2 separate regions of the Mus musculus genome follow, and region 2 is linked to region 1. Evidence: chromatin contacts called from public HiChIP or PLAC-seq data. All regions are on one chromosome and are shown on one strand. The core of a region is the stretch at or near the end of the contact, and the rest is flanking DNA. Distances in the headings are between cores, read along the strand shown.

Region 1 (7,744 bases), core at 1,378-3,877:
TCTACCTCATTTCACTGACCCACATTCTCCACTGGAGATTTTCCTCTTACTTTAAGGTCTGGTTTCCTTGGGTTTTCGGCAAACTACCACTGGGGACAGGCAAGCTGTGTGCAATTCAGACTGCTTGGTGTTCACTTCACTCCCATGCACTTAAAAAGAAAGTAACCCCTCAAACACACACACACACACACACACACACACACACACACACACACACACACACGAATGCATGCTCATGCACACACATACACTCATGCATGCACTCACACACATGCATGCATGCACACACTCATGCACGCACACATGCACACGCGCATCCACACAGGAAGTTGACATTTATGGTTTTCCTCTACATCTAAATTATGAAATCCAGCCTCATTGGGAATAACTAAGAGCAACGTCATCATGTCAAAGAGAACAGAGAGAAAGAGAAACACAGCTGTGCTGCATCTTAGGTGCTCCGGCCCCATCAAGTCCCATTTTCACTAATTCCTCTGTGGATATGAGAGACTATTGTGGGCCAAGCACCTTTGTGGGTGAGTCTCCAAACCTCACCTGTCCTTCAAGCAGATTAGCAGCTAGTGGAGATTCACTGTTACCAAGACTGTGCAAGGCAACACTGTGTCGCAGTAGAGTGCAATCTCTATTTTAAAATAAGGCAAACCATTTAAAACTGATAAAAACAATCCATTTGACTGTCTCTTGCCAACCTTTGGCATATCCATTTGTATTTGTATCTTTCCATTTTTTCGACAGTGCTTTTTTTAAAAAGTATTATGTTTTAATCTTTTTGATAATTGGCCCTTCATGGTTGATTGTATTTTTAAAATATATTTGTAGTTAAAATAGCATTACATCACTTTCTCCCTTCCCTTTCCTACCTCTCCTTTCTTCATGTCTGCCACTCTTAATTTGGTAGCCTCTTTCCTTTAATTATTATTGCTACATACATATGTTACACTATATATGCATATATATATATATATATATATGTATGCACACACATATGTGTAGGTATGTGTATATGTATATGACAACATATGTATGTGTGTATATGTGTGCACAAATGTACGGACACAACCTTCTGAGTGTGCTTTTGTCGTCTGTGTGTATGTGGTTTTATAAGGGACCACTCTGCATTGAATGGGCGATAAAAGGACTCACCTCTAGGTGTGGCTAATTCTCCCTCTCTCTACAGTCATTAGTCACATTTAATTTCTTGTCTAGGGTGGGACAGGACCTATGGAATTTCCCCTTCCATGTTAACATGACAATTACCATTGTTCCAGACTTGTTTGTTCAGCCATTTCTAAGAGAGACCGTTTGGCAGCACACATCCTGGTATCCTGCCTTTTATAATCTCCCCTCCACCATCCTCTATGATGTTCCCTGAGTCACAGATGCAGAAGCTGTAATGGAGGTTTATCTGTTAGGGCTGGACTCTTTCTGGTCTATGTGTCCTGGTGTAAGTTTCTGTGGTGCTCTCCATTTGATGCAAACAGTGGCTTCTTTGATGAGAGGCAGGAGCTGCACTTGCCTGTAGGTATAAGGAGAAAATTGAGAGCATTGTAAGGAATTGTGTTGGTCTAAGGAAGTAGAGGTAGTAGATTCTTTTCCAAGGTTCATGATCTAAGTAGCCCCGGCTAGATTTCTATTGCTGTGCATAAATTACCTCGTCTTGAGTGGGCTTTAAGACCAACTAGAAAGATGTGGGTTACCAACAGTATGTGAGAACCGCCCTTTGCACCTTTATGGATAGTTTTTCTCCCTCCCTCCCTCCCTCCCTCCCTCCCTCCCTCCCTCCCTCCCTCCCTCTCTTCCTTCCTTCCTCCCTTCCTTTCTTTCATTTGTTCTTTCTGTCTTTCTTTCTTCCTTTCTTATGTCCTTCTCTCCTTCTCTTTCTTCCTTTCTTCCCTCCCTCCCTTCTTCCCTTTCTCTTTCTCTCCTTATTTCTCTCTCTCTCTCTTTCTTGACAAGGTCTCCCTGTATATCTTTGGCTAGCCTGCAACTTCCTATGTAGATTAGTCTGGCCACAAATTCACACAGCAACCTTCTTATGCTTCCCGAGTACTGAAGTACTGAGACTAAAGGTATGGTCATCATTCTCAGTTGCAACAGTATTCTTGTAACTGTGACCAAAAAAAAAAAAAAAAAAAAAAAAAAAAACATCTTAGGGAAGGAAGGGTTTATTTTGGCCTACTGTTTCCTAGCCGTGGGATGTGTGGTCGTGAGAGCAAGAGGTCACAGTATACACAGCTAGGAAGCAGAGGTGATCTGATGCATGGTTGCTCTCCCCTTCTTATTCAGAGACACTAGCCCCTGGGACAACAACACCCACCTTTCTGCCAAATCTTCTCACCTCAATGTAATCTAGAAACATTTCGGAGACTTGTCTCTTAGTGATAAGTTTTCCTGCCAAGTTCACAGTACGGATCTTCACAAACGGCATTTCTGGATGTTATCTCATCCTTGGGTAAAACCAGTGAGATGGGGAGGTGCAAAGCTCAACCGATGAATGGCTTCATGCTTCAGCACCAGGAAGTGCCAGCACTCCAGGATAGGAAGTGGAGGCACTCTAGTATAGGAAGTAGCAGTTCTCAAGCACCAGGAAGTGAAGGCACTCCAGCAGAGGAAGTAGCAGCACCCTAGCATCAGGAAATAGACACACTCCAGCAGAGGAAGTGGCGGCACTCTAGTGTCAGGAAGTGGCAATGAGACTGATTCCTTTCAAAGCAGGTTAGAAGACTGAGTTGAACTGAAAGAAATCTCTTCATTTAGAGTGATGATTTAGTTCTTCATGGTTCCTGGAGCCCCCAGAGTGCTCCCTTTAAGGCCTGTATTTTGTGCCCTTCCTCAAATGACCATATTCTTTCTGTTCCTCAGTTAACTGGTTGATCCAACTGCTGTAGATTAAACGCTGGCAAAAATGTTTCCAGACTGATTGATTGATTAGTTTTCTGTACTGGAACCCAGGGCCCCTCGAATGTTAAGAACAGTTCTATCAACAATCCTCACGCTCAACCTCAACCATTTTGTATCTCGAGCACTCTGTAGATGCTAGAGTCTGGTCTAGGACAGTCCTTCATTTCAAATCAGGTAAAGAAAGACCTGCAAACACCACAAGGGCCCAGTACATAAGCGTTATGGGCTCTATGTTAGAGGTGAGAGGAAAACAAAGATTTGAGTAGAATGTGATGCATTCAAAGCTATTAACTGCTCAGGGCAAGCTTGGCAAGGAATACTCCTAAGTCTAGTCACATTCTGCATGCAGCTCTTTCCTCGATGGCTCCCTGTGGTCTTATGTTAATTGGATGCTGTTCTTGTTCCTTCTGTAGATTTGACTTCCAAGTGGTCTTGGCATCATAGTCTTACTGTAGGCTGTAGAGGCTGTGTGGCAAGTTCCCTGGGAAGTTTCTTAGGCTTATGTGATGGCAGGAGCCCAGATGCCCCTCCCTTTGCCACATCTAGCCAATCCACAGACCAACTCCCAACTGAGGTCACCTCCCAATCCGCTTGTTTTTCTGTGATTACACTCCACCCCTTCCCATCTCGAGCTGTTCCAGGGATTTGATGGAACAAATTCCACCCAGGCACCTCAGTGACACCTCAGGCACACTTCAGGAAATGGAAGCCGACAGAAGCTCCTGCCTTTCTGCTGTTGCAAAAGTGGCTTAGTGGGGCAAGACGCCAGCTTAGAGCCCTTGGCTGGAGCTAAGAGGCCTGCAACCCCTTCCCCAGAGATGGGAGTGCCTGGGGGCCAAATGCCTTGGCAGCCTTGACATTAAACACTCAGGTGAGCCATTTTCCATCTGGCTTAGAAACCCTCATTATATTGTCAAACAAGGCTGCAACATGCAGAAGAAACAAAGATGGATTCTTGCTGAGTTGGGGATGAGAGGCAGGAATTGTTTTACACTGATGTAAACATCTCTGATGCTGAGATCCCAGGCACTGTTTTCCCTGACACAGAAGCAGGGCAGGGAGGGTACAACATGGGGGCTTCCTGGTACTTCCTAGGCCCATCCTGCCTGTGGCAGGGAGGAGCAAGGCCACACTAGTAATGACGCCCTTCTATCCTGTTCAGAGTTCTTCCCAACCCATTGTTCAGGACCTTCTTCCTATTGTTGGAGCCCCCAGCTGCTGCTTTCTCACAATCCTCCTCTGCAGACCCCAGGGAAATTGGTTCTGTTGCTGCTGTTGTTCTTAAGAATATTTTTCTTTAAAAATTTATTTTTTTGTGGTGGCGGAGGGAGGCTGGAGAGATGGCTCAATTCCCAGCAACCACATGGTCACTCTCAACCATCTGTAACAGGATCGGATGTCCTCTTCTGGTGCGTTTGAAGACAGCAATAGTGTACTTATACATAAAATAAACACATTAATATTAAACATGAACTCAGGTCCTCATGTATACAGCAAAAGGGTCCAACTGAGTCATATTCTCATCTATCTCTAGCCCATTTATTACCTCTTATATTTTTAAGTATTTTTTTTAAGATAGGGTTTTACTATGTATTGCAAGTAGGCCTTGAACTTGTGATCCTCCTACTACCGACTCCCAAATTGCTGGGGTTACACATTCTTGTCAGCAAGCCTAGGTTAAAATAACCTTAAAATAACTTTTCTAAACAGAGTTCAATTTAACATTAGTTATTTAATCCTAAGGATGCTCAAAAGCTGTATCCATGCCAGTGTTACTGGGGAGTCTGCTGGGATGGTATAGGATGGTTGTAAACTACATGAAAGCCCTCCAGAAGACTGTACCAGAGTCTTTCTGGCAAAGAGTATTGCATTTTGGACAGTTTAGAGCTAATGTTTGGAAAGTGTATCTTTTTAAGAAGTCAATATTGGGAATTGAACTAAGGGCCTCATACATAGGAGCCAAGTACACAGTCACTGAGCTACAATCCCAGACCGAAGGCAATGGCTTCCTTCCTTCCTCCTCTTCCTTCTCCTCTTTTAGTGGTATAGGTGATTGAATCTAGGGCCTCAGTGTACAAGACAATCCATCCTATCACTGAGTTGCAATACCAGCCCTATAGTCCCCCCTTTCATGCCCCCTTTAGCCCTTGACTTCTGCCCTAAGTTTGCTTTGCATCAGCAGAACACGTTTCTCGCACAGAGCTCCACACTGTTTTCTTTTTTATTCCTGTCTGTGACTCCGGTGGTGTGTATGTTGGGGGCCCAAGGTTGATGTCAGGAAGCTTTCACCATCACTCTTCCACCTTGCCCTTGGAGTCAGGCTCTCTCAATCAAACTCAGAGCTCACTGAAGTAGTCTGGCTCGTCAGCTTGTTCCATGGAACCCCTGTCTACCCAAGCTCTTCCCCATTGTTTTAACAGTACACTCGACTCCCTAGCTTTCAACTTTTCAGACACAGTCTTACTGTGCAGCCCTGGCTGGCTTCAAACTCACAGAGGTCTGTCCATCTCTGGTTCCTGAGCATTGGGACTAAAGGTGCTTGCCAGCATACCCAGCAGCTTTGAATTTTGAGGTTCCCTGTGTGAGGATGTCATTACTCCACGTCAAACGCAGCTCTATGTTGCAGCTTCACCTTCTAGTCCCTTTGGTGTTATCAGAACCCCTCCCAAATGGCTCGTGTCTGTCTGACTTAGCAGCCTCCTCCAGCCTCAGTGATTGGCTCAAATGTGGTCATGTGTACTAAGGTAGTCCAGTCTGAGTGGATACAGGCTCCTGCACTCCTGTGCAGCTCAGTCATGAGTATGAGACACGAGCAACCACCACAGCTATTTTGTGGTCATGAGAGAACTTAATCTGAGGATGAAGTAAAACACTAAAATGGACAGAAAAGAACAAAATTTCAGGAAAAGAGAGCAGATTGGCCACACTAAACCTCATCAGGGATGTTAGCTACAGCCTAGTACTGTGTAAATCACTCTGCATTTGGTTTTCCGTACCTGATAGCACAAAGAATTATTGACCAATATAACTCCTTTCTTACTGGAGGAGTAAAATCTTTTCCTCATACATAACTCATAAAGAATTAAAACACAAAAAAAGAATTAAAAAACCACCTACGATTGTGACAAACAGGACAATAGCCACGCACACTTTGGGATTCCTTTTCTGTTTTTCTTGGGCAGGAGGTAAAATTAAGAATTGCTCTTACTGAATATTTTTATTGTGTGAAATTTCATGTGTTCTTATGGAATTCTCAAAAGTGATTCCCAAAGTGATGCTGTATTTTGACTATTGACTACAGTTATTTTCATAGCTGGAATGATTCAACTTCTATTCAGTCTATTTTATACTTGTGTATTACTTTGTAATCTCTTACAAGTTTTATTACTTGTGGTCTTTTGTTTGTTATTGATGGTTTCTTCTTCTTCTTCTTCTTCTTCTTCTTCTTCTTCTTCTTCTTCTTCTTCTTCTTCCTCTTCCTCTTCTTCCTCTTCTTCCTCTTCTTCCTCTTCTTCCTCTTCTTCCTCTTCTTCCTCTTCTTCCTCTTCTTCCTCTTCTTCCTCTTCTTCCTCTTCTTCCTCTTCTTCCTCTTCTTCCTCTTCTTCCTCTTCTTCCTCTTCCTCTTCCTCTTCTTCTTCTTCTTCCTCTTCCTCTTCCTCTTCTTCCTCTTCCTCTTCCTCTTCTTCTTCTTCTTCTTCTTCCTCTTCCTCTTCCTCTTCCTCTTCCTCTTCCTCTTCCTCTTCCTCTTCTTCTTCTTCTTCTTCTTCTTCTTCTTCTTCTTCTTCTTCTTCTTCTTCTTCCTCTTCCTCTTTCTCTTCCTCCTCCTCCTCCTCCTCTTCTTCTACTTCTTCTTCTTCTTCTTCCTTCTCTCTCTCCTCTCTCTGTCTCTGTCTCTCTGTCTCTCTGTCTCTCTGTCTCTCTCTCCCCCTCCCTCTCTCTCTGTCCCTGTTTCACTCTGTAGTCCATGCAGGGAAGGGAAGAGTTCCCTGCAGGGCCATGCTGATATGGATCAGGAGGCCGGTACTTGGAGGAGCCTGTGAGGTAGGAGAGACCCATCTCTGCAGAGCGAAAGAAGTGGGGAAAGTTATATATGAAAAAAACTTTAAGGTCACTGTGCTGGAATGCAGAGAGAAATGGGAAGGGATTGGAGAGAAGACAGGACCCCTGCAGGAGGGACCTTAGAGGTCACACTAAGAACTTGGGCATTGTTTTCTAGGGGTGGGGGTTAATCAGAGAGCAAATACCACAGGGGTCAAATTATCAAAGCTTAACTGGCAAGCAGGCTACTGGAAGGGTTGGGAACTTCAGCAGACTGATGTGGGCTGGTGCTCATGGGGTGGACAGGTGAGCAGGAAGGAGACACTGAGGAGATTTCAGCTGGGTCAAACTGTGGGAGGGGACAGAATCCCCTTGGTGTCTGTCTCTGCTCATGGGTGGATGCTGTATACCCAGGAAAAGCATCAAGGGAGACCGAGAGCCAGGGCATGAAGTATGAACATGAGCACTGTGGCTTGGAGCTCAGGAGAAGAATCTTAGCTAGAGAGGCACATTTGAAAGCTTTTCTTAAACAGACAGGATCCATAGTTGAACCCAAAGGAGGGATGGTAAGAAGTGCTGCCTTTCACTCGAAGGTTCGGTACAGCATCCACTTCTACCGACTGGCTATAAGGTGTGACCCTTCTGAGGACACGCACAGGAACATTCAGAGAAGAGAAAGGCCGAACAGTGGTGCTATATCCAACCCTCCATAAAGGGGAGCCTGTAAAAGAGGGGGTTAAAATTGCCCAGTGCTAGAGGGGTCAGCTAAAGTTATGGCAAAAAT
Region 2 (7,744 bases), core at 3,923-6,422, 350 kb after region 1:
CCTGTTTTCTGACATAGAAACCCTTGCTCCAGCCTGTTTGGTTTAAGTTGTTGTGGGGGTGTGTGTTTGTGTCTTGGTGTGTTGCTCAGTTCTGTGGTGATTCTGCAGCTGCCTCTACCACTCTGTGGGTGTTTTCTTGAACTGCAGTGGAACCACTGACTGGCTCGAAGCCTCTGCTGTTTTTGCAGTTCTCTGCAAAAATGGCTTCAAGTGTTACTTTGCTGGCTCCGCTTGGGGGCAACCACAATGATGAACAGACACGAACTCCTCACCATTTAAGCTTCACCTCCGCAGCAGCCCGATAAGATCAAACAGCAGTGCTGCGAGTGGTCTGACATATTCCACTCTGGTGCTGGGCAGAACACTATCTTGACATTCTTCTGCTACAAGGGCTCACTGGAGCTGCCTTCTTCTCCCTACTCCCAAGTAGGGCTGACCTGAATGGGGAGTAGTCATGTTGAGTTTTCAGACATAGACACAGACATAGAAAATCTTACTTGCCAGAATCCTACCACTGTATCCTGTATCCTAGTGATTCTCAGGCCTAACTTTATAGTAAGCAGCTCCTTAGAAGAACAAGCATTCATTCACATGCAGTTCTGTTTGTTCCAAGGCTCTGACCCACATGTCCTCCAGTCATTTCTCTGTTCTGACAATTGTTCCATCACAGCTCCTCCGCTCATTGGAGAAGTGTCATACAAGGTCACCTTCCAAGCTAACAGCCCAGGTAATGGGATAGTATGTACGATAGGGTTTTCCACTTTTTGTTTGTCACTTAATGATTCCTTGTGACTCAAAGAAAGCCAGCAACCATTGGTGGGAGGATTTAGCAATTGATTTGTGCTCAGGGACTATCTGAGTCTAATCTGTATCACCAGAATAATAGTAAATTCAACTGACAAACCCAAGAAACACTCAGTGACAGGGTTTGTGGACCCCTTTCTAGAATCTTGTAGCCGGTTGAGCTGAGTTTTCAACAATGTATGAAACAGAGTTGAAAAGGAGAAAATTATCTGGATCAAACACACTCAGCAAAGTCAACAATGCAATCATGAGAAGGGAAGGTGCCAAGACAGGGGGATTGTTATTATTTCTAGAACTTTCTAAAAGACATCTATTCATACACAGAAGCTGTTCATTTTAACTGTTTACAGAAAGATATTGAGAAACAGAAATTGTCCCAGGCAAGCAGAAGAAGGTATACAGAAATGGTTTTGTTGAATATTTACATCATTCCAACTGAAGGCTTTAATTTTCTTGTCCAGATTCACTAGGCAGAAAAGGAGTAGAGCTGATGCAGGAGCATGGCCAGCTGTGACTTATTCATCCATGCTGTCTCTTTCTATCTGAAAATGCAAAGCAGAGGTGCTCACTCAGCACTTCTGGGCCTCACAGCCCACCTCTGTTATCCATGTTCTCGGACTGAGTTAAACTCTTTCCTCTTAGACCCTGCTTAGGCTGGGAGGTCACAGCCATTGCTTTCTCAGAAAGTGCTAAGGTCTCACATCCTCCAGCTACCAATCTCTCACCAGTCTTGGCCTCTATTTTTAGCTACAGGTAGTTGCCTAAATATGAGCTTTTCAAAAATGACTTCGGTTCCTAGAATGAGAGAAATATGCTACACCCGTGAGTGACCTTTGAGTAGCTGCTTAAACACTCCCCGTCCCTCTTCGACATTCCAGAGAAATTCAACGATCATTACAGAAATGGGCCTGACATTTAGTGTCCACAAACCTAGCAGAGTGATCATCCAATACAGAAGGGGGAACAAGGCTGCAAGAGGAATAAGAACATTCGAGATGGCCCATGGCATCGCCTCCCAAGCTTTCTATTCCCGGGGGCCAACAGCAGGAACTTGGCGTTTAAGGACGCCGCTGGCTCGAGGGGTTCATTCCCAAGAGAATCCTGGCAAAAGGGAGGGAATCCTTCACCCTGAAACATTTCTGCTGCTTTTGTTTCTTGTGTGCTCTCTTGGCCTCTCTGGGTTAGCTCTCAGTTGGCCATTTCTCTTGTGCAGTTAAATAAATACTGACTTTATGCTGGATGTCATTACCACTGTTGGATGAACACTTTCCAGGTTTGAGCAGCAGGTGCCTGACCCCCAAATTCTGGGGTCTTGAATTTTAAAATAAAGATTGGACCAACTGATTCAGGTTCTCTAGTGGTTTTTTTTTTTTTTTTTTTTTTTTTTTTTTTTTTCTTGATCCACTTGTGAGTAGTAATTGGTCAGGAGAAAAGGGAGAAGAAACCCCAGGGCCACAATCATGCCCTTTGACATCTTCTCTGAATATCTAACCTTATCATAATTTCCTTTTCCTTAATGTACCTTATACAGCAGGTGAGAGATCGTTTATATACACATCACAGTATGATCCACACATGCCCCCAGATAGTCTCTCAGATACAGTGCTGCCTTTTCTCACTCAACACCCCTTTGTCTCGGAGGTTTGGAAGAGCTGATGATTTCCCTTGCTCGAAACATTACTTGAGTCAACCTTGTGCCAGATTCTTTCTTTAAAAACCTTGTGCTAACAAAGGTGCAAGCCACGATGATGCTGACAATGGAGATTATTTTAGGGCAGGGTTGTTTAATTCTAAGCAATTGCAGACCGTCAGAGGTGGGGGAAGCCCTGAGAATGCTTCTCTTCCAAACATCACATTTTGCACCCAGAGAAGGCAAGCATTTGGGAGCCAGAGACTTTGGGCTCCCAGAGTGATCAAGGCTGGCTGCCTTCCAAGTCCCCAGGCTGCCATACCTGTGACATGGGCTGCAGGCCTGTCCCTTCTTTTATTGTCTGTATCAGTTGGGACAAGAAGGTTTTATAGCCTGATGCCCTTGTCACCCTTTCCTACTTCTTGTTCTTGTATTTAGTTTCAAATCTGGCTGTGACCCTTGCTGGAGGGGTCACTGGAAGTGACAGGGAAAGAGAAAAATAAGCCTGGTCACGACCCAATCAGTGCACTCCATTTCCCAGGGTTAGAGCCTTTTTACAAGGCAGAGAGGTGGAAGGGGGTAGGGACAGAGGTGAGATTTAGGGAAAAACAAAGATGGCTATCTCAACACCATTCATTCAGGAGTTAGATACAATGCTAGTGGCCCATTTTGGGATCAGAAATCTGGTAAGAGCATGGTGCTAAGGCACTATCTGCATCAAAAAATGGTTCTGAGAATTCTTACTTAACTTTTATTCATCCATTGGTCAAAGTAGGAAGACAGTAATTTAAAACAAAAGAAAAGAAAAGAAAACACACACACACAAAAACAAAACAAAACAAAACAAAACAAAACAAAAAAAAACCAACGATCATTAGGCACAGTTTAAACCTAGTGGTTCTTAAAGTTTAGATGTGTTGAAATGTGGCATCTTGGTCACTTGCCAATATCCTACATCCCAAAAGTTTAGTGTGAAATCCAGGAATGTGTTTTTCTCATTCTCTCTGTGTGTATGTCTCTGTCACTCCGGTGTGTGTGTGTGTGTGTGTGTGTGTGTGTGTGTGTGTGTGTGTGTGTGTGATGTGTTAAATAAACCTTTTTGTGATTAGGGGAAAATAAATTTATATTTGTAAAGAAATTGCAGATATTAGTTTTAGAATATTATATATAACCTTAACCCTTAACCACTTACCTTGAATTTTAAAAAGAGATGTAGCCATTTATTTGTATATGTGTGTGAATGCCTGTGCATATGTGGGTGCATATGCCTGTACACATTCCCTGGTCAGGTAGGAGTGTCAGATCCTTTGGAGTTAGATACTGGGCATTTGCGTGTTGCCTGCTTGTCACCTACGTGTAGGGATCCAAATACTGGTGTGACAGCTTGCACTCTCTAATGCCTTCTTTCCAGTCCTCTTTCCCTAAGTTTTAAATTATACATGAAATTAAATTTACTGCCTTACCATTTTACAGGGCCTAAATCCGTGGCACTGAGTGCATGACAGTGTAATGCAGCCACTGCCATGGTCATCTGCAGATCTATTCTATATCACATCCCCAAACTGAAACTCTGCACTCATGTAATACCAACTCCCAATTCTACCCATCTACACAGTGCCTGGTAACTAACTGCCATTCTATTTTCTTCCTGTACATGTTGAATTAATCTTCACACCTCTTCTGAATACCTGATCTATGTAGATTCTTGCAGTGTTTGTCCTATAGGATATGACTTATGTCACTTAGCAAGGGCCCGCTTATTCAGGTGGTATCTACCGTGTCCTGCCACTGGTACAGACCAGAAGACTCACACTTTGGCTTTGCTGGGCAAGATGTGTGTTTCTCTTGAGGAAGCACTTCTTTGGGTGATAGTGGGTGACCTAATTATTTAATGTCCTGGATTTTTTTTTTTCTTGCCTAAGTAAAACACCAATGTTGGTAGTTTCTGAAGACACTGTTGTGAGTCTATTTCTTTATTTACTCAACTCATTTTTTTTTATTAAGAACCACACACTTCCTAGGCTTTACTTGACCATGAAGTTGCTCATGGCCATCATTAGATTCTTTTTATTATTATTATTATTTTTTTTTTAGATATACACTGCCTAAAGAAGAAATGCAAGGTGTAAGCACACCTGTTTATTTTCATTTTACAATTATTTTGCTCATGAGTTTGACAAAATCATGAGGACTAGCCTCCATGCAGCCATATTAATTTCTTATAAGACACCAGAGGTGTCTTAGAGGACTGTGTGCCTGGAGACAGTGGAAGGAGGGAGCTAAAGGCCTTTCCATGTTGGAGAAGGGTTGGCTCCTGTTGTTCATGCAGACTATGTTCTCCAAAAGTATTTTTAGCTGAGTGTTTTCACAGGAAAGCTTTTGGAGCAAATGTAAAATGTGTCCAACAGGTACCTCCATGACAAGGAGATGCAGTCTGCGGGCCTGCCTTTCAGAGTAAAGGAGCTGAAACCAAAAGCAAAGGCCACAGGTGCTGCAGACAAGGGTAGCAATAAGAAGTGAGAGGCGTTTGGAGTGCGGAGGAACTGGACTCAGATCTGGTTGGTATTCTATTAATCTCCAGGGTCCTTAGCTACAGAAGAGGCAGTCATGACTTCAGTCTCAGAATATCTTTCTATCTTCTCAGAGAGATGTCAATTCCTGGGGACCCCCTTGTGGTATCCCTGACTCAGAAGGAAACTCATCAGTTACTATAGCACACCATCACAGACCACTTCCTGAAAGACTTTGGGTTTTCCCTAGAAGGCTCTTGTTCATGTACAGCCCTGCCAGGAACAACTGGGGACCAATAGTGGGGCAGCCTAACTGAAACGGTGACCTGATTTTTAACAAATATACACACAGCACAGTACACAAAGATAGCCACTGGGACAAGAATAGAGCTGCAGAGGAGAACTGATTTCTCCTCTCTCTAATCCCCTCTGCCACTCTCCATATGTGCATATGTGTGTGAGCATGCACACGCACACACACACACACACACACACACACACACACACACACAGACCCATGTCCACAGTTTGTTGTTTATGTTTTAATTTGTGCATCCTAAGTAGATACAGAAAGAAGAAAACCAAAAAATAACCTAGACCAGGAGAAGAAAGAAACCAACCATAACAAGGTTGCTAATGTTTTGATTTCATGTGATCTGGGATAAAAGGTATCAGGTGGAGGTGGGTTCTGTGGATGCCTCCATTTAGGAAGAGATGAGCAAAAAGAGTAAAAGCATTTCTTGTTTGGTGTCTTAGAATTGTCAATACGCTGGTAGTATTGTAAATCTGCAGCTGGGAGCAAAATGCTCTGAAAATCTTCTCATGATAGAAATCTGTAGAGCACACGCCTAAGAAGACACAGATGCACAGGCTGGTGAAGTTACTTTGAGCTTTAGCACTGCCTGGGTTTCTGAGCAGTCAAGACAATTACAGGAATATGAGAGGTTATAGTTTATTCATCATATTAAGAACATGTCTTTTCGTCTTTGTTGGTATGAATCCAAGTTATAAATGAATTTTCTGAATTTAGTATATAATCATGGAGGTAATTTTAAGATAGAATGAGTTACTTAATAATGTTTGTAAAGTTGAAACATTTAAATATTATATAAATTTATTTAAATAGTCAACAGTTACATTTAAACATAGTTTACTGTATTTTGTTACAAGTGTGTGTGTGTGTGTGTGTGTGTGTGTGTGTGTGTGTACGCGTGCCTGCATGCCCAGGTACACATGTGTAGATCAAAGGACAATGTGTGCAGTCAGTTCTGTCTTTCCACCACATGGGTTGTCAGGCATGGGGACAGATGCCTTTAGCCATTGATTCGTCTCACCAGCCCTTATTTATTAGTTTTTGCTATATCAAGTGTTGGATCCAAGCCAAGACTATAAGCCAAAAACTTAGCTGTTGCTTCTTAATCATCTGCTTGATAAAAAACCATCAAGATTAGCCTAGCTGTTACTCCTTCTCCAGTAACACTAGTCATTTATCTATGCCTTACATAGGAAGTTGAATTTTAACTTTTGGTTCTAATCTGTGGTAGGACCCAGAAACTGTTTCCTGATTGAAGAAATTTCTACAAGCTTTTAATACCAGATAAAACATGACAAAATTTGAACATTTGTCATGTTCTTAAGAAGTTTGGCCTGTCTTTTTGCTTTACTAAAAGGCCTTCCATCTTCTGTAAGGCTGAGCCCTGGGAGAATGTTGCAGGGAGCATGAAGACTATCTCAGGATGCCGTCCAGCTCTTCTGATAATTCAAAGAAGTAGAGAACAAGATCCTTGCCTGACTGGGATGAGAGATGGAGTCAGTCATGTCATTTTAGCCAAGGAGAGGGAGGGGATTCAGGTTTTCTATCTTCCATTTTAGTATTTTTAGTTCTGGGTGACAGAGGGTTTTTTAGATAGGAGAGGAACACAGAAAATCTCCATCATGTTTTCTAATCTCCGTGTTGTCATTATACTTTATTAGCACAATCAGACTGGAGACTGTTATAGTGAAAGTCCAGAGAAGCGAGAAGGGAACTCTTTTAAACACAGTGTTTCTGTTGTAGATGGTGATGAGAAATGAAGATCTCATTATTAAGAAATCAATAGCATAATTCTTAAAGTTCCCCCTGATTATCTCTCCTCTTGCCTCACCCTAAACACACACACACACACACACACACACACACACACACACACACACACACACACAGAACCAGCTAGATCTGCTTCCTTTCCTTGGTTCATCAAATTACACTCAACGCTTCTTTTTAAGAGATAATTAGAATTTACCATATGATGTTGAAATCAACAGCTACATGCCTTCTCTTACCTATGAATTCCTCAAAGATAAGGCTCAGTATACAATCTTCTTGAGATCACACTGATGGGTTATGTGTAATACCTCCAGACTAAATTTATGGGTGTCACTAGGCTGTGGATAAATTTGTTCAGATGGAATTCTTTGATTAGATCCACTTTTGAAAAATGATAAAACCCATCAGAAAAATGTATTCACTCTCAGACTGTAAAGTGGAAATTGCCCCTCTAAAGAAGCCACATGGTAGCCAGACCTGGTATCACAGGCCTCCCTTTCCAACCAATCTGGACGCTGGAGCAGGAGGATAGCAAGTTCAAAGCCTGCCTAGGTTACAAAGTGAATTCAGGAACAGCCTCAGCAATATAATGCGACCTCATCTTGAAACAAAACGTTAAGAGATGGCTGGGAGTGTGCCTCAATGATAAAAATGTACCTAACATTCACAGAGCCCTAGGCTCCATCTCTAATACAGTGAGAAAAAATAAATAAG

What was found. HiChIP or PLAC-seq counts read pairs in DNA pulled down with a chosen protein or histone mark.
Region 2: a contact with region 1 is called in an H3K27ac HiChIP or PLAC-seq map of thymic regulatory T cells, with 6 times the contacts expected there. The contact joins two enhancer-like sites. A contact is called at or near these places in 2 of 115 datasets of contacts at active chromatin or transcription factors (bone marrow-derived macrophages and thymic regulatory T cells).

Annotation. Positions count from the first base shown.
Region 1 is chr9:32,568,199-32,575,942 of GRCm38.p6, forward strand. No RefSeq gene overlaps it. Among named protein-coding and RNA genes, the nearest start is that of Gm31871, 22 kb to the right of the region's middle. Within about 2 kb of position 2,628, at least 24 of the 459 cell types and tissues checked have an H3K27ac peak or open chromatin away from gene starts, as enhancers often do. A contact at or near this core is called in thymic regulatory T cells, where this site is marked.
Region 2 is chr9:32,910,684-32,918,427 of GRCm38.p6, forward strand. Gm27162 (predicted gene 27162) reads right to left here. Exons shown (of 4, transcript NR_131058.1): 2 at 1,230-1,346; 3 at 273-437. Among named protein-coding and RNA genes, the nearest start is that of Gm27162, 14 kb to the right of the region's middle. Within about 2 kb of position 5,173, at least 31 of the 459 cell types and tissues checked have an H3K27ac peak or open chromatin away from gene starts, as enhancers often do. A contact at or near this core is called in thymic regulatory T cells, where this site is marked.